Linked DNA regions of Rattus norvegicus: region 1 is linked to region 2. A link is a contact called in public Hi-C data. All regions are on one chromosome and are shown on one strand. The core of a region is the stretch at or near the end of the contact, and the rest is flanking DNA. Distances in the headings are between cores, read along the strand shown. Region 1 holds the start of Pbx3 (PBX homeobox 3). Region 2 overlaps Pbx3 (PBX homeobox 3).

Region 1 (6,143 bases), core at 2,406-4,905, 120 kb after region 2:
TTAATAAAGTGATTTAAAGAGAAAGTGCTAAGTAGCGTACACATATTCCCTAACACTTATTTTCTAAGTTCATAATGTCTCTAAAGCTGGACTACAGAAGCAGATGAGGGATAGGCCAGGAATGTGCTGCCCGGCTTTCTCTGCTTTGGTAACACTAATGTCTACACAGCTGTTTTATTTCAAATTGAGGGCTGAGTCTAGCTATCCTGTCTCCTTCTAAGATTGCGTTTAGAGCATGAGGCAGAGCTATGGTAGTAAGAGAGAAAGGAGAAGAGAGAGAGAGCTTCACCCCATCAATCACTCAGTACTTAAATCCCATCCCTCTCGAGCTCAGAGAGGCAGGCAAGAGGATGCCTCTGCCCAGACAGCCGCCTTCACTGTTGGCTGCTGGCTTTTTATAAAAGAGATAACCTGCAAAGTTGGGTCGCAGGTCAACGCACAAAAAGAGGATCTAATTTACAAGTTATCACTGAAAGCCCAAGAAACGATTTTTAAAACACAGAAATTTCTTTTGTCTGCTCTCTCCTGGTTGTTAAACAGCAATAGCCCTACCAAAGCTCTCTCTGACCATAATCCCAGACTCTGAAAAGACTTGTTTCTTTTCCTAACTCACCTTTGACATGTCGTTGACTACTCTTTCCTTTCAGAGTGGTGTAACTAAGTCCTGTGCAAATAGGCAACTAGAAGACTAACACTTCTTAATTGAATTTCTCCTGCTGATAAGTATTCAAACATGAAATGCTGTGTAGTTCTGTGTTGTTAGGCCAAAACTTTAAAGGAATAAAAAATAAATAAATACAAAGCGTAAGAAGGGTGTTCTTGCTAGAGAAGCGCATCAATCCCCTCTCTTTAGCAATATAGTGCCATATAAAATTGAATCAATCTTAATATTCACAGCACAGTCAATACTCCAGTGCTTAGCTGTCAGCACAAACTGGAGTACAGCCCTGATAGGAAGGAAACCCTTGGAAATTAAGCAACATAAATGTTCTAAGAGTTATATACTTTCATTCACCCAGATTAAAAGCCTTCAAGATTCAATGCCGGGTGTCTTTATACTTAGAGTAAAATCATCTGCCATCTTAAATCATAAGGTACTCAAGGTTTCTAAAAATCAACATGTAACAAGTCAGTAATTTAAAATGACTTTGGTATTCAGAATGTAAAGTGTGTCGCCAAAGAGAAGAAAAGAAAGAAAAACAAAAACCTATCATTAAAAAAAAAAATCATGGCTTACGAATGAGAAGCAAATAAAGTTACTTCTTTCAGCTCTCAATATTTACTAGCAATTATGGTTTAGCATATATACATCAAGAGAGGCTAATAAACCACCATCTCCTCTGACTTACTTTTAGGACTATAGATAGTACCTGTTTTTTATAAAAAGAGTATGACTTGACTTCCTGCCTAACAGTCCTAGGCAATTATTATTATTTGTAAAATCAATTCAAAGACAGCCAAACCTTGAAACATTAAAACAGCATTAGCTGGAAAATGCAATACACTGAGCTTGATTTTTTTTTTCTTCTTTGCCTCAATTTACAAAAGGCAACTATAAAAAGCAATACAACCCAACACATACAACAAATAAATCAATCGATCAGTGGTAAAGCTTGATCAATGGAGCTTTGTTTTTACCACATACAGGAAAGATAACTAAACAAACTAAAACATGTGAGATATATATGTGTATAAATACACATATACATGAATATACTTTAGCTTTACCCTTAAGTCAAGAGTAAATTTACCTTAAATAAAAAAAGTCTGACAAGAAAGTTAAACTATAAGGAACTGTCAAAAAAATTTCCCTAATATGTATCAGCAATTTTCATTCTAGCACTTCTGCAAAACCTATGCTGCTCCTGCCCTGAACTTCAGAAGGTTTCGTCAGCATCTGTGGACATCTTTCTCCACACACTGAAGCTCAGTTTTACAAGTGTAGCAGTTGTAAGACAGACTGTAATATAAGTACTAATAGGCGTGATACATTGCACATGCCTAAGCACATGATCTTCCTTCCTGGATTCCTAAAAATCTTCCCATCTAAAGCACTAAGTCCAAGGTGCTACTGAGGCGTGTTCGGTTGTGCCTTCAGTAGAACCGAAGCTCAAAACTGTCTCAGTAAAACAAAGTTCTGGTGATGCCTCTCCAGGGGAACTGGTCCCTGGCATCCAGTCTCCCACTGCTCCGTTTAAAAACTGCTACACAAGGCAAAAAGAGATAGGAGAGGGCGGCTAGCTAGAGCCCCCTCCCCGTCTGAAGCCAGGGACTACTTCCTAGGGAACTGCGACCCAGCTCCATTCTCATATACACTTCATTTTGTACCAAAGCAGAATTGAGAAATAGACTCCAGATTTATTGCAGTTTTTTCTCAAGATCAGGAGGTGGGAAGCAAAGAATGATCAAAGATGGCGGTGCCCAAAAGCAGCAGCTCTCAACTGGAGAGTCGAAGGAGTAGATCTGACCCCACCTCGGGGGTCTCCGAGCCCACTGTGGGCAGCAGAGTCTTACCTGTTTTCTCTTTGATCTCACACAAGACGCTGAAGAGCGCCGGTTTCATTCTGTGACAGTTCAGAGCATGTTTCCTAAAAAACAAACAGCAAAACACAAAGGTATTAGCATCACCTATTGGAATAATATGGCGCCTTCCTTTAAGTTAGACCCAAGATTTAAAACCGGCCCCCTATTTGGGAAAGCTCTTTTGAACCACGGGAAGTCAACAAAACTCAAGTTGACTAGTTCGCAACTGGCTGCAAGCTCTAGCGGCGAGAGCTTCAGCCCGATAGCAGCGTGACCCATCTGCTGGGCCGACAGAAGCCTCGGCAGACGCAGGAGTGACCCGCTCATAAGGCTCCGCTCCGGGGAGCGCGGCGGTGACCCAAGGGACCAGACCGACGCGGAGGGGACCCCAACGCCCAAGCTCCACAGGAGCAGCGGGCGCAGCGGCCGGCCGGCGGCTGATAATCAGCGGGTGACAGCTCCGCAAAGTTTGCCAAGCGGCCCTCCCTCCTAGAGAACTTGGCGCTCCCGCACAGGGACGTGGGGGAAAGCAGCCGGTCACCCCGGACTGGGCCGAGGGGAGTGGATGCCCGGAGTCTGGGCGGGCGGAGAAAGTTGCACTTCCCGGCGGTGCGGTCCGGGACCCGGCAGGGACGCGGAGCGCACCGGGGCCCGGGCGGGATGTTTAAATCCGGGGAGGGGGCCGGGCAGCGGGGCACGGACGAAGCACTGATCGAGTTTGTCCCGAACCCGGCGAGCAACTTTGCCCGCGCGATGGAGGACTCGGCAAGTGCCCGGCGGGCGGAGAAAGTTCCCGCCCGAGACTGAGGCCCCGGTCCCGGGAACCACCCGGGACCCGAGCCCGGCTCCCGTACACACACAAAAGATGCTTAATGAGACGACACCAACTTTGCTTGCGCCTCGTCCAAGCTCTGGTCGGTGATGGTCATGATCTGGTGGAGGATGTCGCCGATGTCCTGCTTCCTGCCGTCGCCGTCCGCCCCTTCGTGGCCGTGAGGGGGAGGCGGCAGAGCCATACCCCCTTGGACCGAGTGGCCGGCCAGGTTCACCCCGGCCAGAGTCTGCAGCATCCTGGATTGATCGTCCATCCCGCCGCGCGCGGGCGGGAGCGGGCGGCGGCGGCGGAGGCGAAGGCTGAGGCGGCGGCGGCGGCGGCGAGGGAGGAGAAGAAAGAGGGGGAGGGGGAGGGGGAGGCGGCCGCGCGCTCCCCGCCCGCGCGGGAGGGGGCGGCCTGGCCCGGCGCGGCCCGCGACTGAGGGGACGCGGACCGGCGTCCGGCTCCGGCTTCCGCCGCGGCGGAGACTGAGGACAGCGGCGGGCGGAAGCGGAGCTCTCGCCGGCGGAGGCGCTGGCGGTGGTGCCCGCTGCCCTCACGCGGCCGCCGCGCTGCCTCCTCAGCGCCCCGCGCCGCGCCGGGCGGCCCCGCACAACTTGGTCCTCAGCGCCAGCCGAGTTGCCGGGACGCCGCGACCGCCGCCGCCCGCGCCAGCCAGAACGGTCCCCTCCCTCAGCCGCCTGCCGCCGCCGCCGCCGCCGCCGCCTCAACCGGGCGGGATCCGAGCACCGGCGGCCCCGGGGGAGGGAGCGGCGGCGGCGGCGGGCGGCGGCAGAGGAGGAGGAGGAGGAGATGGAGGCCGACGGGCGGGCCGCGGGGAGAGAGAGGGGCGGAGGAGGAAAGTTTGGGAGCGGGCGGGCCGGCGCGGCAGGGACACGGAGCCCGGTGGAGGGCCCCGGCGGGCCGCACGCCGGGCGGACAGCAGATTGATGAGGCGGGAGAACTCGCCGCCGCCACCTCCGGTGCCGCGCACCCAGTCAGCAGCCGCCGTGGACCGGGCTCGAAGGCCGCTCGGCTGAGGGATTGACAGGCTGCCAGTGCCACTCACTCACTGCGGCCCCGGCGCCCGCGGGGGGAGGGGCGGGGAGATCTGAAGGGCGGGGGAGCGCCCCGGATGCCCCGCCTCCTGGGGCGGAGTCTTCTCTCATTGGGCTTTGCGCCTCCCGCCGCCGCCACTGGCCCCGTCCCCCAGAACTCGGCCCGTCCCCTCTGGCCTCTACTGTGGGGCGCCTGAGAGCCCGCCCGGGAGCCTTATGGCTACCGGCGCCCGCGCTCCACAGATGGACAGCCCAGCCAGCAAAGTGTTGCCCCCGGCCCCTGCACGTTTCCTATTGTTAGCAGTTGGGGACTTAGGGGGTGTTGTATAGGACCGGATAAAGTCTCCCCGTAGCCAACGGCGTGGTCCCCCGTTGCATGAGATGAGCTTCACGCCTCGGACAGTGCCTGGTCTACTTTCCCACTCTTCCTGTCAAGAGGTGGTACCCTCTGGGCACAAGGCCGCAAGTCCAGGGCCAATCGCATTACGCTCAGCGCCGAATGAGGCGGGACAGAGCCAAGAAAGGGTTGTCCCAATTGGAGCGTTCGAAAGTCCTGGGCTGAGACCGGGAAAGAGGGTCTAAAAGCCTTGCCCATCCCACGGTCGCTATGGTAACCCGAAGTCAGGGCTAGGAGTTAGCGCTGGCACTAGGGCCCTACGCTGTCCCTCGAGGAGTGACCAGTTAGAGTGAGCCCGTGGTTTCGCATGGACGGAGCCCTTCTCTGAAAAGATAGCAGATGGAAAGGTCACAGAGAAACACGTCGGCTGGAGAGAGTGAAGTCCAGGACTAATTTCTAAGCTAACTGCACTTTGCACACTCGACAAGTCCTGGAGATCCGGGGACTACTCTGGCAGATGTGCGGAACCTTTGGAGAGCGAGACAATAGTCTCACAGACAAGTTTGTTTAGAAATGGACTGGATTTCGCTTGTCAACTTACCCCTTCGACAGTAGTCAACTTCAGCTACAGATTTACATAGCTGTAACAACTCTTCATCCATTATATTTCTGCCCACTAGAGTCTAAAGGCTAAAACGGTGTTGGAATCTGCACCTACACCTCCGGTAGAGTCTTGAAGTTGATCTCGACCTCATCTCTCAGGCTGAAGATTCAACATGATCTCATTTTAAATCCATGGAGATCATCCTAGGTTAAGTCTTTAACTGGTGGCTCTTACCTCTAAATGTTCCTTCCTCAGACTCAATAAGCTGTCTTACCTGAAACTAAAAATAGAGGTGTGAGGAGATGAAAAATGGCTGTTACTCTGCAGGGTTGAATGTAGGACAAGCAGTTCTTTAAATGCCAGATGGAGTCTTGGAATAAAGCAGGCTACTCAGTTCCAGGTTCTTTCCTTCGTATGTTGAGTGTGATTTTAAATACTCCCCACTGCAACGCTAACAGCCAAACTCACAGGCCAGGCAAGCTACAAGCCTTACCAACTGCACAGCTGCTGGGGAAGGAGTTCCAGACAATCTACCCTGCTTAAGTCCAAAGAGCCTCCTTTGAGTTCATTAATATTCTCTGCTCTTGTGTGTGTCAAGTTGCTGATTCTTCAAGTACTCATTATGAGTTACAGCCATCATTGATTGGATTTTCTCTACTCTAAACTTGTTTTTCAAACTGTCACCAAATCCTTGCTCTTTTTTTTTTTTTACATAAAGAGTGAGAGCAAGCAGACAACTTTTTGTGATTCTTTAATGCTGAAGATGTAAAAATTACAGAATTTTATCTGAAAGATGCTGTAAGCTTT
Region 2 (7,074 bases), core at 2,776-5,275:
TGGTTTTTTTTTTTCTATAAAAAAACGGAAACACCAACTGCAGACTGACCTCTGTACTTCCTCAGTGTCAGCCCCACTGTGCACAGCCACAGTGACAGGATCAGATGAAGGCACATGAAAACTCTGTGTGCTTTAAAACACTTTGCAACCTCTATTTTTAAAACTTAGGTGTTGATAATTCTGAACCTGCCACAGTGGGTTCACATTCTCCACTAGAGTGTTTCCAAAAGGTGAAAAGTAGCCCCGCTCTGCCGCTCTCCTGTCTGACCGTCTCCCTGAGCTGCCCTGGTATGCCTCGAATGTTAGCAGACCAAGGAGTATTCCTAGCTCGGCCTCCCCAGTAACTGGGGCTCTATGCTTGTGCCTCCATGCCCAGCCTCCCCTCCATTGCTGTCTTATGATAGCACATCATGCTGGGAAGTGGACAGCTATCTGAGATGCAGTCACCGGATTCCCGAGAATGAAGGCAGCCTGCGTAATATTCTGACAGGTGTGCTACACATTAAGGTCTTAGTCTGTGTCCAGGCTTATTTTGAAAAGGAGCATCAACATGACAAATCATGACAAATGAAGGCACAGTCCTGAGAAATCCCTTGCAGACAGTGTCAGGGAGCACATATGAATCACAACATATGCATTACAGAAAAAGTGAAACACCGTCCTTCAAACAATCACGAAGGCACATCAGCACATAATTTCATAATCCTCTTTTTTTTTTTTTTAAGGAAACTGATTTGTTTGGCTTCACTAAGACTACACAAAGTGCTACAGCACTAGACTGAAGATAAGCTTCAGCAGTCAGAGGTCACCCAGGGGATTCCAGAAGTCCGATCTGGAGGTATGCAGACACCAAGTACTCTAAAGGAGTTAGACACACTGTCACCTGTTGAGCAGTTAAGAGTCAATGGACAGTCTAAAAGTTTACCCCTCTGTCTAATTGCAAAACATCCCACATATTAAAGCCTAGATTTTTAAAGGAAGTAAAATGTGGTGGTTAAAATATTAACAGTACTGTCAGGACCTATTTTCATGTAGGACACCATTCCCTGTGAAAGGGAAAGCACAATGTGCCCTTGCTCCTCACCAGCCCTCAGATGCGTGTTAATTATTACTGCTCTTCCTCCCCTTCTGAGATGAGCTGTTAACAAGAACCACAGGGCAGTTAACAGCCACTACCCAATGGGTAGGTTGCATCATTGTTTATGATGTTTACAGAAAAAGAGAAATCCGTACAAAGAAATAGTATGGAGTAATTAATATATTGTAGTGCAGTAATTTCTACTTTCTACCTCCATTTAAATAAAATAATGCTCAGCAGTGCCGGCGTAAATCAGAGAGAGCCACAGGGGAGCACAGCGAGGCAGACATTAAAGCCGAGCCAGAGTCCTTCTTCACCAAGCTACTACTATTATTACTTGAGCAAAGCAAATATTCAGCCTCCAACCCTAAATCATTTCAATTCCTATTTCCAAGTATAATTTAATCTTTTTCAGCGACACTTGATGCTTACTTCATCACAGCATAATGACAGATTAAAAAGTTGTTGAATTAAATATTAAAGAGGACTTCAGGCAGTTCTGCATTTTTAAGGAATAACACAGATTGGGGATGAAATGAGAAGCCCAAATGCATATTTTATACCAAAAGGAAAGAATACATATATTTTTCCTCCAGGCCACCTACTTTGTAATAAAACACAGGGTAGGTTTTTATTTAGTGGATAGAAATGTAAAATAGTATGAGCTTCATATCACTGTAAACTGGCACCATACAGTGATGTCAAGGCTAATGATACTGCAGGAAAATATGGTTCTTTCATATCTTATAAAAATATTTACAATTTATTACTTGTATTAAGATTTTCTTAATTTTTAGATGTTTATCTTATATAATCTCACAGATGATAGAACTAAAAAGCAAACCATTATGCAAACAAATTTATGTTTGGAACTTTCTGAGTGGCTATGGGGAAAGTTGAGCTGTAATTGTAAATCAAGTCTTAGGAAAATGCTGCTGGGAGTAATAGGCCTCACAGCGAGGACTCCCATTAGACCAAGGTAAAATTAAACATGAGGTGTAGGTAACAGTAGTGTCTTCGTTCTCAAACGGAATAACAGTAGTTTTATACACACATATATGCACAGATGTACATATATAGTGACAAGAATAAAGAAGTCAGGGTGTAAGAGGAACACGGGAAGAACTAGAGAAGAGGTAGAAATAATGTAAACAAAGCACTCATGTATGAAATTCTCAAAAAACTTAATTAGAAAAGCAAAAAGAAAATTCTGGGAGTTCATATTTAATGTGTGTGTGCATATTCTAAACTAAAATTCTAAAGGCCCAATGGTCACTAAATTTGTATGTTTTTTACTTTATTTTTAAGAAAGAGCCCCATTCCAAGATTTAAGAGAAAATAAACTTTTAAATTCTTGTTTTGTTGCAATAATTAAAGCAATTCAATGGAGAAACAATGAGCTCCATGAATATTTTATTCTATTTGTGTAACAACAAACTGCTCTTCCTGCACACAGGCAGCTTTGCCCTGTGAATGTAATGATCTGTTCATGGGCCTGCTGTATAAACTACTGAAGGTGGCACGTCACTCTCCTCTAGTTTGACATGTTACTTCATGCTTCCAATGCTGCCTGTACGACTGGACCATTTTGTAGTAAAAGGGGCAGGAGTCTGCTATCTTTAATGATTCACCCTTCACTTTAGAAAGTTGTACTTTTATATATTTCTATCAGACTAAAGATTATCTATTCATAATTGTGTGGTTTAGTGATTAGAATAAAAATATGTACCACACACAGAATGGCCAACGTTGTCCTGATGGGTGAAGAAGCAAATGGCGTGTTTTCAAAAACAGTTCATTTGTGGAACAGGAACACAGTAGAATGCCAGAAAAAAGTACTAAACACTCTTAAGTAATACATGCTATTCCATAAGTAGAAACAAAAGACAAAGGTACAAAGCTCGTTTCCCAGAAATTATGACCGTGGCTGTGATGGAGGTGACTGTCATCTCTTCTGGCAACTACACATGGCCCTGAAAGGATGGCCTAATTCCTTCTGGAAAAATTTTCACTGTGTTTCCTCCTGGCCAAATGTTCCAGGCTTTACTCACAGAATGCTGAACACACAATCCTTTATTTTAAAGAAAAGCATGCAACTGTACCAGGGTATTGTTTAGGGATCCAAAAGGGAGCAGGGATTCTAGTATTTCTTTTATTAATCTTTACAAATCTCAGTATGCTGTTGTTCTACTGGCAGGAAACTCCTCCGAAACACACCATTCTAACCCCCACCACACACACACACACACACACACACACACACACACACACACACACACACAATTGGATATATAAGGTAAGGGACACACTGTAGAAATCCTGCACAATAATCTTTGGTACTCTACAAAAAAGAAGACAGAAAATGGACACAACCCCTGACAGCACCATTTCCTGACTGGAGCTAAGTCACTGGCAGGGAAACTCTGAAAAGGGCATTTCACCGTGATTTCCATATAAAAGTCTTTTTTAAAAAGGATTTTCTTTTCTGGAGCATTTTCCAACCAATAATAATGAAGTAATAATTCTCCATCATCTAGGACATAGGTTCTCAACAAATGTTTGTACAGCTCAATTCCCTGTGCTCTCTGTGTAAGTCAGTTTCATTGAAAGACACCATCATTAAGTTAGGATACCTCCACACCAATTACAGAAGGGAAACTTCGCAGATATGCTTCCGATTCATGGCAAAGGGTTTTTTGTTTTTGTCTTATCATTACCCGCCTCCCCGCCTCAACCACCATTTTCCCAAGATGTCCATGTTTTGTAGCTGGCTTGGCATTTTCTCCTGTCCGTTAAAATGTGCACACGGAGCCTTTCCGCTGTCCTCTGGAATTCTCCTGTAGGCGGCAGCTCAGAGATCTGAAATCCTGGAAAGACTCCTCTACCAGGGTAGCAAAGCAAGTTAGTTTTAGGGCTTGGGCTTGAGGACTCACTGAGCAGCGGTTAGAGCGGGAGTCTCAGCGCCCATTGTTCTCTGCGGCCACAGCCCTCCCGCCTAGCCTGACAGCGCTCCCGCCCTGACTGCATAATTAATGCAAATGGAGCAGCCTCCTGGTCTGCAGCTCTTAGGGTTTACTTTTGTGCAACACTTACGCAGGAATATTAACTAGAGAAAGCAGCATCACAACAGGGGTGGAAAATCAGCCTGTCAGTGACTCATTCCAAATGCCACAGAGAGCTGAGCAGCTTCGAGATTGTTTCATCAAGGTGATTGAGAACAAAAACTACCGCGGAAAGAAAATTCGAGCCGAAACCAAGCTCCCACACAGGCAGTATTTATGGCTCTCGCGTCATTCCATAGGGGAAAGATTGCCACCACGCCTTTATGCAAACTTAGGGTGTGCAGTCGCCCCAGGAAGGCGTCTCTCAGCCAGGCGCCAGGACCGGGTCAGTGGTACCCCAGAACCACCGGGGACAGAGATCCACATTTAACAGAATCCAAGGCTTATGTCCCAAGAGATGCTTGAAGGGCTCTGCCATAAGGTGCCAGGCTGCTGTACCGTTGTGACAGATCACACTAAATTAAGGACAGCTGACTATGTAGATTATGGGAGCATTGAGTTTTTTTCTCTAAACCATGCTATGAATAAAAGTAATGAAACGCCATATTTAAGCTTCCAAATCATATTTTAACAACAAAAAAGTATGCATCTTTTGAAATAATCCTAACGACATTTTCAGAATATTCCATATAAATTGTGTTCTTAGCTGAGAAAATGACTCCCACCGCATGGCTATGGTCCCACCCAGTCTTCTCACCTTGCCAAACTGGCATACTGGCCTACTATGCCAATTATTTAGAGAATCAGGACTTCGTATTTCAAATACATGCGTTTAGTTAATTTCATTTAGACTTAAGTGGAATTATAAATTTATGAACAAATTCTGATCAATTACATTAAGGCTATGTTTTTTTATAATGACAAGCAAATCTTAAATTTCCCAAAGATTTTATACATTTTAAGAAATGAAAAACTTTTCTACTTTCAAGTGGAAAAAAGAAAAAAGAAAAAAAGCATGGGTTGGGAATTGTAACTCATTTTTTCAGGTGTAAAGGAATAGGAGAAGGGTGCACATCAAATCCACACCTCCCCTAGATGCCATCAAATCCGCGTGTTTCTAGAAGAGCTGTGCCACTTCTGGTCTCACATAGCAGAGTGACTTAATCCTGAACATTCTCTAGAAATGTTTCCACAAAGGGGTCAATTGTATACCAGAGAGTAACCATGCACATTTGTCTACTAAATGGCCGAGAACTAAATCCATCTGCGTATCTTCACTGCTTAATTAAATATGGGCACAATAACTGAAAATCACCTCTTTATCCATTCAATACACTATGGGGCAGAAGAGATCAAAATAGACATGCTGATCAAAAGGTTTCCTTTAGACAGGAAGCAGCCGTCAGACCGTTGTTACAAATTAAAGGTATTATACTCAATCATTTTTAATCTCTTAAAAATGAATAACCCTTCTCTGCACATTAAATCATTTTTCTCCAGAGCAGTGTTTCTTTTATGTCTAAGTGCACACATTCCTTCATCGTGCGCTCCAGTTCTACTAGCCTTGATGGCCATTTATCCATCGCTCGCCTCTGAGTCAACATTCTCACCAGCTTTGCACTCCTATTTCAGCAAACACTCCCAAGTACAAAAAAATGAGACTCCATACTCACTATGGATGGTAACCTTCTAAATGTCAGCCTACGGCATTCATGTTCTTACTTGCATTCTGCAGTTAGTACCTTCTATATTAACAAAGGCTGCTTCGTGTCCAGTCACTATGTGTATAAGTTAAAAAAATATTTTCAAAAATAAGTAAATTTACCCTCTGATTTTTTAAGCTTTTTACTATTAAGAATTTATAGTCCAGCTGGATTAAAGCTGTACACGTTTAATCACAAAACTCTGGAGGCAGAGGCAAGCAGATCTCTGAGTTCAAGGCCAGCCTGATCTGCATAGTGAGTTCTAGGACAGCCAGAGCTACACAAAGGTATGAAGCTCGTTTCCCAGAAATTATGACTTTGGCTGTGATGGAGGTGAATGTCATCTCTTCTGGGAACTACACATGGCCCTGCCTCAAAACAAACAAAAAAAAATAAAAAACAAAACAAAACAACAGAAGAAAAAGAAGTTAAAATTCTATCTATGAGATATTAATTTTTGATAGGAAGATTTATGAGTTTGAGACCAACATGGACTTCACAAAAAGCCTGCCTGGTCTACACGATGAGACCCTGTCTCAACAAAGAAATGTTGATGTTTTTTAAAAGATTTAATATGGGTACACAGAAAACTCTGAAAAGGCCCTTGAGATAGTGGTGTGAAAGCTGCAGTTCAATGACTGGGTCTTGATAAGATGCTATTAGGCTGACAAACATGCTGACCTGTGCGTAAAGGCAGAACTGCGCATACACAACACAAGTTAAAAACAGCTTCAAGTGACTGTTTAAAACTGTGGGCTTCACAACCTTAAAATACAGGAGAGCATTGCATAGTTTATTTCAAATTGGCAAGCACAGTTTAACAAGCTATGCTAACAAATGATTAGCATAGCATGTGCCTTTCTTTAGCCATCAATTATGACATAGGGTAATGCAGGGCACAACTTAAGTGTCAAATTACAATATGCTGTACAAAACCACTTTGCAACATAGCTTTCTGTTTGCTTAGCAATTACTACAGAGCACGCTGCTTTTCATGAAAGGAACTGGTCAGAACTGTTTATAAGAATTAATACAAATGTTTATGTATTTGTATTAAAAAGAATTAGTTGAGAATTTCATAAAATTCCTCACTATCCAGCTGGACTATTTATCTCATATTGGTATTCAAGTAGACAACCAGCCAAAATGTTGAGCTTCTTTTTAAAATACAATTCATCTCTATATGTAAACTAACATAGAACAGTAGTTTCTTTTCCCAAACATGGAGGATCTCTTCCCTCACTTTGTCCACTAACAATGCTTTAACACTGTGTTCTTTTAGCTGTGAGTT

Evidence for each region. Hi-C and Micro-C count contacts between places; a contact is called where the count stands out from the background.
Region 1: a contact with region 2 is called in a Hi-C map of Schwann cells, with 6 times the contacts expected there. The contact joins the promoter of Pbx3 here to the enhancer-like site in region 2. A contact is called at or near these places in 3 of 12 Hi-C or Micro-C datasets (Schwann cells, kidney and liver).

What each region holds. Positions count from the first base shown.
Region 1 is chr3:38,076,240-38,082,382 of GRCr8, forward strand. Pbx3 (PBX homeobox 3) reads right to left here and starts at 3,656. Exons shown (of 9, transcript NM_001107834.1): 1 at 3,412-3,656; 2 at 2,515-2,588. The coding sequence starts at 3,611.
Region 2 is chr3:37,955,001-37,962,074 of GRCr8, forward strand. All of the region lies in intron 2 of Pbx3 (PBX homeobox 3), which reads right to left. Among named protein-coding and RNA genes, the nearest start is that of Pbx3, 120 kb to the right of the region's middle. Within about 2 kb of position 4,026, at least 52 of the 93 cell types and tissues checked have an H3K27ac peak or open chromatin away from gene starts, as enhancers often do. A contact at or near this core is called in Schwann cells, where this site is marked.